Linked DNA regions of Triticum aestivum: region 2 is linked to region 1. The links are chromatin contacts, called in public Hi-C maps. All regions are on one chromosome and are shown on one strand. The core of a region is the stretch at or near the end of the contact, and the rest is flanking DNA. Distances in the headings are between cores, read along the strand shown.

Region 1 (6,234 bases), core at 2,451-4,950:
CAAAGACTGAACTTCATCTGGTTTTTTTGAAGCACAATGGCATTCCAGACAACCCCGCAATCAACCAGATGAATGCTTTTCAACTCATCGGAATGTCCTCGTGCCTTGATTTATCTGGGTTTTTTGAGAAAGAAGTGAGTCCAATATTTGTTTCTTCATCTCATTTGTTAGTGTATGCTCATGCATTTTACTTCCTCAAAATTACTACCAAAGGGTCTATCTAAGCTAGATACAATCCAAACCCATACATCTAACAGGATCTAACTTGGAAGGGCCACACCTGAGATAATAAGTACAGCAAACAACAAACATGTTACGCAATGTAAGAAAATAATAGCAGACAGGAACCAGTGACTGACAACGCCACTGATTGTTGTCCTAATTATGTACATGTCCTCACTGCACATCTGCTATGCCAATATTATGGGGTTATAAATGCCCTTCATTGTAGTAGTGACCCTCCACTAAACTCAGATGTGTGACTTCGTTGCAGGATGTCTCAGAAAGAAAAACCAGATTTGCATCAAACTATCCCCCTACTTATCTATTTGAGAAGATAGAGAGCAATGTCATAAATATGGGCTTCCAAGTACAGAAGAACAATGGCAAGGTTAGAGACCTCAGATGTGTCTATGGGCTAATAACTGCATGATGTTAAAACTCAATTGTTTCAATGGATTGTGTACAAACTTTGTTTTCTTCAGTCAGTGATGTTGACAGCTATATTATCATGTTCTACAGCTAAAAGTGATCCAAGAGCGCAAGGGACCAACAAATCCAAGAGGGCATGGATCATTATTAATTTCTGCTGAGGTACTTTTATCATATTGAATATGTCACAGTTAAAAATACAGATTAATGCAAAAAAGAAGAAGTAACTATCCAATACAGCTTCCATTTCATGGTGCATTGTGTTCCTGTTAGACAGCATTGCTGCACCTTAACATAGTTGCGCTGTGATTCCAGGTGTTTGAGATCAATGAATCTCTTTATGTTGTTGAGCTAAAAAGGTCATGTGGAGACTGCTCCCTATACAGACAGGTAGAGTTACTTCCCTTGCTGAGTCCGTATTAAATAATTTGTTTATTTCTTGATCATTTCGGTCACAGCATAACATCCAAATCACAATTTATAACCTATGACATTCTTGCTGCAGCTGTGTGCAACGCTCTCAGACGACTTGGGAATATGCAAAAGCCAGCAACTTCTGAAGAACGACTCCATAAGACAAGAGCTTTATCGATTTAATAGTAGCTTTTGATAAAACGGCCCCCTACCTTTTTCTAGCAAAAGAGCCTACTAGGTAAAAGGATCCTCCCTTTTAAACAAGAGGACCCACCAGGCCACCACTAGGTACCATGTATGACACATTTTTGTAAAACCAAGTTGTAGATATACAAGTTACACCATTCAAATACCAAATATTGACCAGCCGAGGAAAAAAAGATTTCTCTTGGATGGTTCATGATAGTTTTATTTTTATTACTTTGGGCAGATTTGCTACTGATTATGTATGAAATGTTATGTAAACAGTTGAAGTGTGCATATAAGAATTACCTGTTCTTTGTTTCCCCTCTTAAGTTTGATGTATACTGGAAGGCACATCTTCTGTCCAAATCCTTCAGCTTCTAAATGACTTCCATGACTTTCGGAAGAATATAATATATGATACTGTAGAAGATTGTTCTTCTAGTGCAGTTCTTTCAGATGCATGCTCAAGTATAAGAATATCTAGCAACCTTAAACTTCAGAATGCTAGCAGGGTACGGACAAACAATTGCTACACCAAAACTTTTTCTGGTACAGAAGGTTCTAAGTTTACCAATAATCCTTACATGAGCACTGCCCTTCACTAAAATGGTGGAAACGATTCCGGTCTCTAACAATCAACTTGCGACCATATACCAAGGATATAAGCTTAATCGCTGAATGGCAGTCTTCACAAGCTCTGAGGTTCTTTGTTATTCGAAGAGTTGACCCTGGAGGGGTGGTCAGCAGCCCAAAAGCAATGGCCAGCTTCTCGCTATGTTCAGCCAGTGCCCGCTTCTTAGACTGCTCATCAATATCTTGCAATACCAAGCTTGTCATTGGCCTATATCCTGCTTGTGTTAACCGGCCAATCATCTTTTCCAACATTTTGTAGATCTCCTCAATCCTCGGATGCGATCTATCACCGGAAACAAACTCGTGAACTGTGTTCTCCCATTCGATCGAACTTCTTCCCGGAACCCTCTGAATGTTCTCCCTCTTGATCGTCTTTCTCATTTCTGCAACACCTTCCCATGAGTTTGCTTGTGCATATATGTTTGACAGCAACACATAGTGTCCATCTGCAAGAGGATCCAATACTTTCAATTTGGCCATAGCTTCCTCTGCAATCTCCACATTCTTATGGATGCGACAGGCGCCAAGAAGTGTTCTCCAAATAATCGCATCAGGCTCAAAAGGCATGCTCCTGATAAGCTGCATTGCCTCCTCAACATGGCCTGCACGACCCAAAAGATCGACCATGCATCCGTAGTGCTCGACCCTTGGCACCACACCGTGAACGTCAGTCATTGAGCTGAAATACTTCTTGCCATCACTCACTAGACCAACATGAGTGCACGCCATAAGAACTCCAACGAAGGTGATCTCATTTGGTTGCAGTCCTTGTGATATCATCTCTGAGAACAAACTTAGAGCATCATGGCCAAGTCCGTGATTGGCCAGTCCGATGATCATTGAACTCCAAGTAAGCACATCCATCACAGGCATAGCGCGGAACACCTTCAGAGAATTCTCAATGTCGCCGCACTTGGCATACATGTCAACCAGAGCAGTACCCAGCTTCATGTCTACCTCAACCCTGTGGCTCTCGACAAACTGGTGTACCTCTGCGCCAATGGTCAGCGCCCCCATGTCGCTGCATGCCGAGAGCACGCTCACCATGGTGATGCAGTCTGGAGCGACACATGCCGCTCGCATCACCTTCCACAGCTCCAGCGCCTCCTTGGACCGACGGCCCTTGGCGTACGCGGAGATCATCGAGCTCCACGAGAAGGCGTCCCTGTCGCTCGTCGCGTCGAATATCTCCCTCGCCATGCCGACGTCCCCTCTCACGGCGTACCCGTGGATCATCGTGTTCCAGGACACCAGGTCCCTGTCCCGCATTCCGTCGAACACCCTCCTCGCCTCCGCGACCTCGCCGCGCGCGACGTAGGCCGCGAGCATGACGTTGCAGAGGAACACGTCACGGCGGGGCGCCTCGTCGAACGCGGCGCGCGCGAGCTCCGCGCGGCCCGACTTGGCGTACATCTCGACGAGCGCGGTGCGCACGAAGAGGTCGGCGGCGGCGAAGCCGGACCTGACCGCGCGCGCGTGGAGCGAGGCGCCGAGCGGCCGGGTCGCGGCGGACGAGGCGAGCGCGGCGGAGGCGGCGCAGGCCTGGAGGGCGAGGGAGAGGGAGAAGGAGTTGGCGAGGAGGCGGGGCGCGCGCGGGAGGAGGCCGCGGAGGACGAGCAGGGCCTGCAGCGGGAGCGAGGAGCGGAGGTAGGCGCGCATGACGGTGCTGACGACGAACGGGTCCGCGTCCGCCGACTTGACGAGCCGCGCGTGCGCCGCCAGGTGCTCCGGCCGCGGCGCGGCCGCGCCGCCCCCTCGCGCGCGCATCGCCGAGAGCTTGCTTGAAGCGTTCGAGTTCGGCGGGTGCACGAGCAGCACGCTGTGACGGCTCGGTGAGCTCGTCTCGGCCGTGCGATCGGCGGATCCTGGATCTGGCGGCCAGGAAGCTGCCAGCGAGGCCTGCCGCGCGTCGCAAATACGTGGAGCGGCCGTGGCTGCTCCTGCTTCGTTCGAGCGCTGCGCCTACCCCCTACCGCGATCAACCTGACCGGCCAGCCGCCCCGCCGTCGTCGCCGCTGCCGCCGATCAGTGTTTGTCCGGCGCGATCGCACGAGGAAGCAAGGGGGAGAGATCAGAGATGAGGAGCAGCGAGGCCATGGAGCTCCTGGGCTTCGCTCCCTACTCCCGGCCGTCCCCTTCCGAGGTATCCATCTCCCCAATTCCGCCCCCCTTCCTCCCTGTCTTTGCTCCCCCTGCGAATATCCAACCGGCGGTCATCTCAGGATGATAGTCTAGCTTTATCTGGCTAGATCTTGCTCCGACGAGCTAATCTGTTAGCTATTTCTGCTGGATTTTGGTGAAACGTGGGTGCCAATCTCCGAAATTTGAGTTTACATATGCTCTGAATCTTCTGTTCCAGGTGAAGGCTGCGTATAGAAGAATGGTCATGGAGTCCCATCCCGATCGTGTACCGACACATCAGAAGCCTCAAGCAGAGTCAAAATTCAAGCAGGTCAGGTACAAAACAGTCATGGTGAAGAACTTCAGGCATCATGATGTTTGTTATTTGCGTGTTCCTTGTTCATGGTGTTATTCAGGCATGAAAGTCAATTAGACGAGTATTTAGCTTGATCATGCTAATTTTTGAAGCAACCTTTATACCATGCTAATTGCTCATTCATAATTGAATCGCTGATGTCAAAATGAGCATAGATGTGATCTTAATGTACTTGCTGAGCTTTAGAATGCTTGTATAGCTTTTGGAGTCACCATGCTAATTGCTCTTCCACAAGTAAATCGTTGATATCAAAATGAGCATAGGTTTGATCTTAATGTAGTTCCTGAGCTTTACGTGAACTGTTCAGCTTATGGACATATATTTGGCATTCCCGGGCATCCAAGAGATTTAGTGAAATTTGAATGTGCTAACACTTTTTCCAGTTGAGTGAATGTTAAATTTGAATGTGGTTTTCCGTACGAGGATCGCAATCAATTTCCTGAATTTGATTTCTTTCTGACAATTGTAATCAAAGCTTAATCGTGTTTGTGTTTTGCAGATAGTAGAAGCATATTCTTGTTTGAAGGATGGTATGTTCCCTGTTCACTTTGATAACCAGCCTTTGTTTTTCCTTTATCATTTCGCACCTGAGTTGCAATTGGTTTGACTGATGGGATTATGGTATGCTCATTGCGGTTTGCAGGTCGAAGATTTGGGAACAGAATGGAAGGTAAATTTGGTTTCAGAATGCAGATTTGTTGTTTCCTCCATCTTTGTAGCTGATGAGATGATCATGCGTGAAATGCAGTACATGTAATGAGGTCTGGTGTTCCAACGGGATACAGAAGATCAAACAAGATATTGATTAAAGCCCCCTTTCTGCTCATAATTTGTGCCGCAGTTTCCTTTGGTTCCTACAGCGCTTCGAGGTAACCATACTTACACTTTTTTTTCAAGAGAAAACATCAAGATCTACAATCATTGCTGATTGAGAAATCCATTTTGGTTTCATGAAGGGCATACCAGCGGCAAAAGGATGTGTGTTCCTCTCAGAACCCTTTTCTTCCATGATGGAAATCCATTGTACTGTCCATATCCATATATATAAGCTACTCCCTCCGATCCATACACATATGGATCGGAGGGAGTAAAGAGAAGATCTGCATGTTGCAATTTGAGATGCAAAACAATCTCTGCACTGAATAAAGGCACCCTTGTGATTTCAAAGAAAAGAACATGCTTTGTAGATGTTCAATTTAGCTCTAGGGAGCATATGCTCCTGCGCGCCAAAAATACATTTACAAATGTGAAAATATACAAGACAATTCAGACATTTAAATGTTCATTTTCAAATGTAATTTGCAAATTTTTATGGTGAAAGCCCAAGCATTGCAACCTGTACAAAAACTAATAATTGAGTGCCAATTTTTGGCATTTCTAGAGCACTGTATTTTTGTCTTTTTTGCCTGACGAAACACAACTGTTCCTTTTTGTGTGAAAAAACACTAATGTTGAACATACACAAAATAGTTTTTTTTTTCAATTTGTTTCCTATTTGTTAGTTTTTGTTCACCCCAGGAGCATATGCTTCTGGGAGCCGAAACGCAACTCCCGTTTGTTTGCGTGTTCGTATATTGTGAGTTCGGAGATCCATTCAGACCATAGTTCCTACTTATAATTTCTTCATTCATGGACAGCCCTTACTACATGCTGAAAATCAGTTTAGTAGAGGGCAGAGCAATCTACACATGGGTACAAATCGTCGAAAAGTTTGTCATGTTGAAACCATTTTGGTATCTTTTTACATGCACGATGAACATAAAAGTTGGCCTAGTGTCAGCTACCCACAGCTCGTTATAAAAGGCGTGAACAAGGTGTCAATCATCACACGCAATGCAATTCACAACATCAAC
Region 2 (6,234 bases), core at 1,391-3,890, 180 kb before region 1:
GCTGGCTCGTCTGCTCGCATCCCTCGAAACACCGCTTTGCACATTGACGTTCTGCCCCAGCTTGCAGCGCCTGGGTGCAGCATGGCCGGCGTCGGTTGACACACACGCAATGATGGTTTTGCAGCACCGTCTTGAATCCGTCGTAGCTTTCCAATTTGTCGATCGCAGCACCTGCCCACGCTGATTGCAGCATTCTGTCCGCCCGGCCCATTCGACGCATGTCGCTCGTATCACCTCAACTCGGTGGTTGCGGCACGATCGCCCACCACCAAGGGCGCACGTGGCAACCCGAGGGGACGACCGATCGCCAATCTTTACTGCGCGAGTTCACCCGCCGCTCTTTCCTGCGTGCATGCATGTGTTTTGACTTCTGACTTTTTGATGGTAGCGCTTGTCTGCCTGAAGATTCCTGTGGTTGGGTCGTGCATGTGGCAGGCGCGCACCATGAGCGCCACGTGCTGCCTTTTTTTAGGATCTTAGACCAACTCCACCGCTCGACCCCAAACAAATGTCCATTTTGTTCGGATTTCGTCCAAAGCGATAGGTGTAAAAAGGACACGAGCGTCCGGCTTTTTTTCGAGGAGCCCACCGCGGCGATCAACCCCTAAAAATGTCCGCTGCCCCCGCGCCACCTCGCACCCACCTGCAGGCCGCGTCCGCGAGCTCCGGCGCGAGTTCCTGCTCCGCCTGGCGCGCCCGCGCCCTCCGCCCCGTCCCAGCCGCGGCGCCGCGCCCCGACCCCGACCGCCGCGAGCTCGGCCGCGGCCGCGCCCTGCTCCGCGCGCTTGGCCGTCCACGCACGCGCGCGCCCCAGCAGTTGCGCCGCGCCCCGCGCCAGCCGCGGCGAGCTCGGCCACCCCCGTGCGTGCCCCGCCCCGCCCCGGTCGCGGCGAGCTCGGCCGCGCCCGCGCGCGCCACGCCTCTTCCCGCCCGCAGCGCCGGGTCTACTGACATCCCCTCGTCGTCGTCGTTGTCGCGGTGCTTGGTGCTCTCCATCTGCAGGACGACGGGGCTCCGGCCATGGTGGTACGGGCCGATGGAGACGGCCCTGGGCGTGGCGTAGCGCTCGGTGAGGTCCACCATGCTCGTCGGGAACCCATGCAGTAGCTGCTCGCTCCATGGCCACCGGCCTTCGCCCCTCGCGCACGCGCGAGCGCGGCCTGCGCGCCCGCTCGCCCTGCCGCCTCGCCGCCCGCGTACGCGCGCCCGTTCGCACCCCACGCCCCTGCCTGTGCATACTCGCCGGCCGTGGCGGCGGGGCCTCAACGACGGCAAGGCGAGACCGGCCGATGGGAGCGCCACCGCGCCGCGTGCTCCTCGGCGGCCACGGCTGTTTTGCCTCGTGGTGGTGTGGGGGCGTGGTAGGCCAGGAGAGAAAAGGAGGAGGGAGAGGGGGTGGGTGGGTGGGTGGGTGGGCCAATGACATGCGGGCCAGGGTCACATGTAAAAGGACACACCTCGAACGAGGACGACGCACAGAGTGTCCGCTTGTGTCCGTTTCAGACTCAAAATCAGCCCAACTTTGGTCCCAGGATGGGGCAAAGCGGACAAAGCTTGTGTCCGTTGCATAATTTATGTACCATGCATGCCACTGGCTTAGCGCATTGACGTTCCGCCCTAGCTTGCAGCACCTGGGCGCAGCACGGTCGACGGCGGTTGACACACGCGCAGAGATGGTTTGCAGCACCGTCTTGAACCCGTGGTAGCTTTCCACATTGTCTGTCGCAACACCTGCACGCGCTGATTGCAGCATGCCGTGCGCCCCGCCCATTCGACGCATGTCGCTCGTATCAGCTCAACTCAGCGGGTGCGGCACGACCACCCACCAAACCAAGGGCGCGCATGGCAACCCGAGGGGGCGACCGATGGATTCGCTCGATCGGCCGGCCGATCGCCAATCTTTACCTTCTTTTTCCGCGAGTTCACCCGCCGCTCTTTCCCGCGTGCATGTATGTGTTTTGACTTCTGACTTTTTGATGGTAGCGCTTGTCTGCCTGAAGATTCCTGTGGTTGGGTCGTGCATGTGGCAGGCGCGCACCATGAGCGCCACGTGCTGCCTTTTTCTAAGAAGATCTTATCCACGAGTTCCGACGCGTGATGGGCCGTCTGAGATGCACAACTGACACTGCGTCCTCGCCCTGGAAAGGTCCTCTTGGTTATACGCACTGCATGGCCACGGACGCGCGCATGTGATCGGATCGGCCGAACCGGGGCGTGAACTGCAGCGATCAAACCAAGCAGAAACGCACGTGGTCCAGTGCAGACCTAGAAACTGCATCGTCCAGAGCGCGTGCGCGTGTCACCGCGGTGTCCCGCGGCCGGTGCCACGCCGCGCCCATGGACGCCCATCGAAGCGTTGCTCCCATCGACGTGGGCGCCGGCGCCGACACGCTACAGCTTACAGGCACCCTCCTTTTTCCGGTTCCATAGTCCCCGGACCCGGCGTCGTCTTCGCCGCAAACGCGTGCAAAAACGCGAACGCCTCCCCGCGCGCGCGGCGCCGGTGATCCAGGAAGCAACCCACCCACGCCCACACCCACTGGTCAACGCGTGCGGCGACGCCACCTGACGACGCCGGGCGGCGGTGGGGGTGCCGCACGAGACGGGGACAACGCGGTGTCCGTCCCCTGCCGGTCACGTACAGCCGCGGCGACCGTATCACTGGACTACGCGATCAACGGGGTCACCCGCAGGCCACACCCACCCCACCCGGCCGCGATTCTGATGCGGATGTCGACGCACGGATCCACGGATGGCCACCGCGAGCCAGCGCGTCGATCTCGGACACAATATTATGAGGCAAGAGCACTATAGACCCACAAACTTGTAATAGATGTGATGATTTAGTTCATAAACTTGCAAAAGGTGACCATCTCATTCCTAGACTTGCAATGTATGTGAAGATTTAGTCCAAAGCCAATCACAAGTTGACAAATGGCGCCACGCTGGCCGCGTCGTGGCACACCCGCTCGGCCCGGCGTTTTTATGAAAAACCCCTCCACCTTTATGAAAATCACACGCATGGTATATTTTTTTCATATCTATATTTTTTAAGGGAAAGTCTTATATTCAGCCGACTGATTTTAGCCTTGCGATCAGCCGATCGCTCCTCCATCCGATCAGGGCTCCTGCGCGTCCAGTGATACAGCGGCGGCATGCAAACTTTCTGTCTATGTGCGTGGTCCACTAGTACTAGTATACTGTTTGTGTGTAAGTGTGTTAAACTTCAGCACCGTAGTCCCTAAAAAAAAAAAACTTCAGCACCGTAGTATACTACTAGCAATGAGTCACTTTGCTAGCTAATCAAAATGAGGATTTATCTCTACTATCTAAAAGAAACGCAAGGTTCCGTTTCCCATCTTCCGTCGCTCGGCATCGTCGTCCTTCGTCGCTCGTCCCGCGCAGCCGCACATGGGCCAAGCCCCATAAAGCCCACATCTCTCACGTCACACAACAAACACACTATGTAGGGTTCCAACCCCACCCGCCCCTCTGGTCCTCGGCCGCCGCTCGCCATCCTCGGCACCACCTCGCGATCGTGCTCGCCCACGCGTGCTCCTCCACCGATCGCTGCAGCCCGCCGCCCCGACGACCTCATCTGCGGCCCTCCCGGACGCGGACCAGGGACTCAACTGCGCAGCCGCAATGGACCCTCACATCGGCCAGATCCGAGCACCTTCGCCGCCGCCTTCACATGTCTCCGGCACCTCCACGAGAACTACTGGTTCCGCCTGCTGGGTCATGTCCCCGCCGTGGGTGTCGTTCTCCATGTTGTCCCGGTTTGGTCGGCCGCATGGGAAGAGGAAGCGGAAGGAGAGGGCAACACAGCCCAAACTCACAGCGGACCGCCTCTCCAATGACGACGTGGGCTTCTACCTCCCCCTTATTTGTTCTTAGCGTGATTTCATTCTTCAGCATCTGAAGTAGTAGACCATTTAATTAATTGCTGCCGATAGGCTAGCTCATATGTTCTGATCAAAAGTGGTTTCACATGTTTGTTCATTGATTGGGAAATGATATTTTTTTTTCATGAAGCATCACAAGAAGGTTGATTCTTCTCCGTATGTTCAAATCAATTGTTGATTGATTAGCCAAGGTTGATTTGGGTCGTCCATGTCTGCAAGTGTTCAATTGCAACCTTAAAACCAGTCACAAAGTTGATTTGGTCCATGTACGACTTAATATTTTTTTTCAGGTTTAGGTTATTGAGATTGTACATCAATATGATATTTCTATACATGTTGATTTGTTCATTTGTTTACAAGTATAAGAGGTGCAGAGCAAAGGATTTGGAGGTACGGAGTTTATGATACAGTGACATATTTTGTTTTCGTACTGAACATCGAATTGTGTCTTTTCTATTTATGAACTCTTTGGATATGTTCTTTACTGGGCGGATCCGTGCACTGCCGAGACATCAGTCTATCCACTGTAGGTCATGCCTTTTGACAGTTGTTGATATATTTTTCTCCATGCCCGTTTTGTTGATCAAATTTCTGATTTTATATTTAGGTAGGAGTATTTTATGAACTTACTCTTTTCCATGGCGCGCCCATGAGGTCAGAAATTTCATGCTCCAAATGTGTTTGGCGAGCAGAAGGTTATTTGGTGATTGCTTTTGTCAACTGCCGGTTATGAGATTTGTGTGCATCATGGTTTGTCGATTCACGTAGTGCAGGTAGTAGCCATTTATTACAGAACATGCTTCGCGATGGAAGAGAAAGTAATTTGTATGTGTGTATTATTTTTATTCCCGCGTAAAAGGTTTAGCTGTAAACAACAATTTTTTCAAGGTGGGATACCATAAAGTGGATGGTTATTCATTTACTTTTTAATTCAGTTTAGAGAGCAATGTTAGGTGTCATACTTCACCGCCGACCATGACAGTCCTCCCACCGCTCCCTCCCGGGCACCACACCGAGGCACACGCTGAGGCAACCTCCACCGCTGTCGAGGGGCACGCATGTGTCAGAGGCACTTGGGAATCTGAGGCGCAAGACATGAGAGGCGGTTCGGGGCCTCCAGACATCCACCGGGGTTGACTAGATGATAGGTGATGACTGGAAGACGAGGTGTTGATGGAGGACCTGGTGAATCATGAAGCAGATTGACGAGTTCACTAACGCGCAGGTATGACTGCTTTACGCATTTTCAAAGGTTTTGGATTCACGGGCTGCAATGGTTTAATAAATTGAATCTTCTATCATTCTAACATTTGGTAGACGATGAGGCAGGTCAAATAGATTATTCTCACACGGCACACATAATAAATTTTCAGAACCTTTTGTCCGGTCAATGTTATGACTAGAGTAGTTCATCTAACTTTTTTCATACGGCCTTAACCAGTTTCAGAGGTTGCGGCGCAAGCATGTGGAAACATATGCAGTTGATGAAAAGGCTAATCTTATTTCACATGTTTTTGTGCCTTTTACCACTGCAAATTTGTGTCCAATTTGTTTAGTCTAGCTATACCAATTTGTTTATGCAATTAACTATAAGATTGTCTGGTATTGAGGGTCCTTTATATATATATAGATGTCCCAGCCAGTTCATACTTGCATTACAAAGGTGAGCGTGTGATATTTGTGATGTTTTTTACACTAATTGAATGCAAGTAAGGTGTGCTCTTCTCCTTTTCAATTGCTCTTATCTATTTAGATGTCCCAGCCAGTTCACAGTTATATTACAAAGGTGTGCGTGTGATATTTGTTTTGTTTTTTACACATATAAGTAAGGTGTGTTCTCCTTCTTATTGAACAAATGAAATTCACACTTGGATGGAAGGATTTGTGATGTGCTTAGATCTATGATAAGATTCAGCAATAAGCGTTTTTTTTTGTAAAAATACATATTATGATTTGGTTAGTTTATCCGCACACCCACATGCATAGAAGTTAAGCCTGTTTTTTTTCTTCGCGTAATTGTGTTAAGAACAGAGAAAACATAACTTTGTATACTGATAGCTGCACAACATAATACAAGTACTTGTTGCTTGAGTATTATTGACATTCCTCCTCTCTGACGTTGTCTCCATCATGACGCTCTGGACGACAGGTGCCTGAGATGGTCCCATCAGTATATATGCAGCGAAAGTATTTGCAGAAGTAGTGGCATGTTTCAGTAAAGGCGGTCGACAATTTGGCTTTTATTCCATTGGTAATAGAAGCGTGCACAAATGCGAGCAAGGCTGGGTCACCTGGATGTCATTCTGTAGTTTAGACTGTCTTATAAAGT

What was found. A called contact is a pair of places that touch in the nucleus more often than the background predicts.
Region 2: a contact with region 1 is called in a Hi-C map of leaf, with 8 times the contacts expected there. The contact joins the enhancer-like site here to the promoter of LOC123044056 in region 1. A contact is called at or near these places in 4 of 5 Hi-C or Micro-C datasets (leaf and root) and 1 of 1 datasets of contacts at active chromatin or transcription factors (leaf).

The regions. Positions count from the first base shown.
Region 1 is chr2B:158,714,679-158,720,912 of IWGSC CS RefSeq v2.1, reverse strand. LOC123044056 (pentatricopeptide repeat-containing protein ELI1, chloroplastic) reads right to left here and starts at 3,700. Exons shown (of 1, transcript XM_044466681.1): 1 at 1,765-3,700. The coding sequence starts at 3,651. The coding sequence ends at 1,819. LOC123044058 (chaperone protein DnaJ) reads left to right here and starts at 3,758. Exons shown (of 6, transcript XM_044466683.1): 1 at 3,758-4,027; 2 at 4,244-4,336; 3 at 4,881-4,911; 4 at 5,025-5,051; 5 at 5,130-5,250; 6 at 5,338-5,766. The coding sequence starts at 3,962. The coding sequence ends at 5,392. LOC123044057 (CBL-interacting protein kinase 21) reads left to right here. Exons shown (of 13, transcript XM_044466682.1): 9 at 33-134; 10 at 494-610; 11 at 742-813; 12 at 967-1,041; 13 at 1,157-1,580. The coding sequence ends at 1,261.
Region 2 is chr2B:158,892,302-158,898,535 of IWGSC CS RefSeq v2.1, reverse strand. No RefSeq gene overlaps it. Among protein-coding and RNA genes, the nearest start is that of LOC123044059, 9.8 kb to the right of the region's middle. Within about 2 kb of position 2,640, at least 3 of the 8 cell types and tissues checked have an H3K27ac peak or open chromatin away from gene starts, as enhancers often do. A contact at or near this core is called in leaf and root, where this site is marked.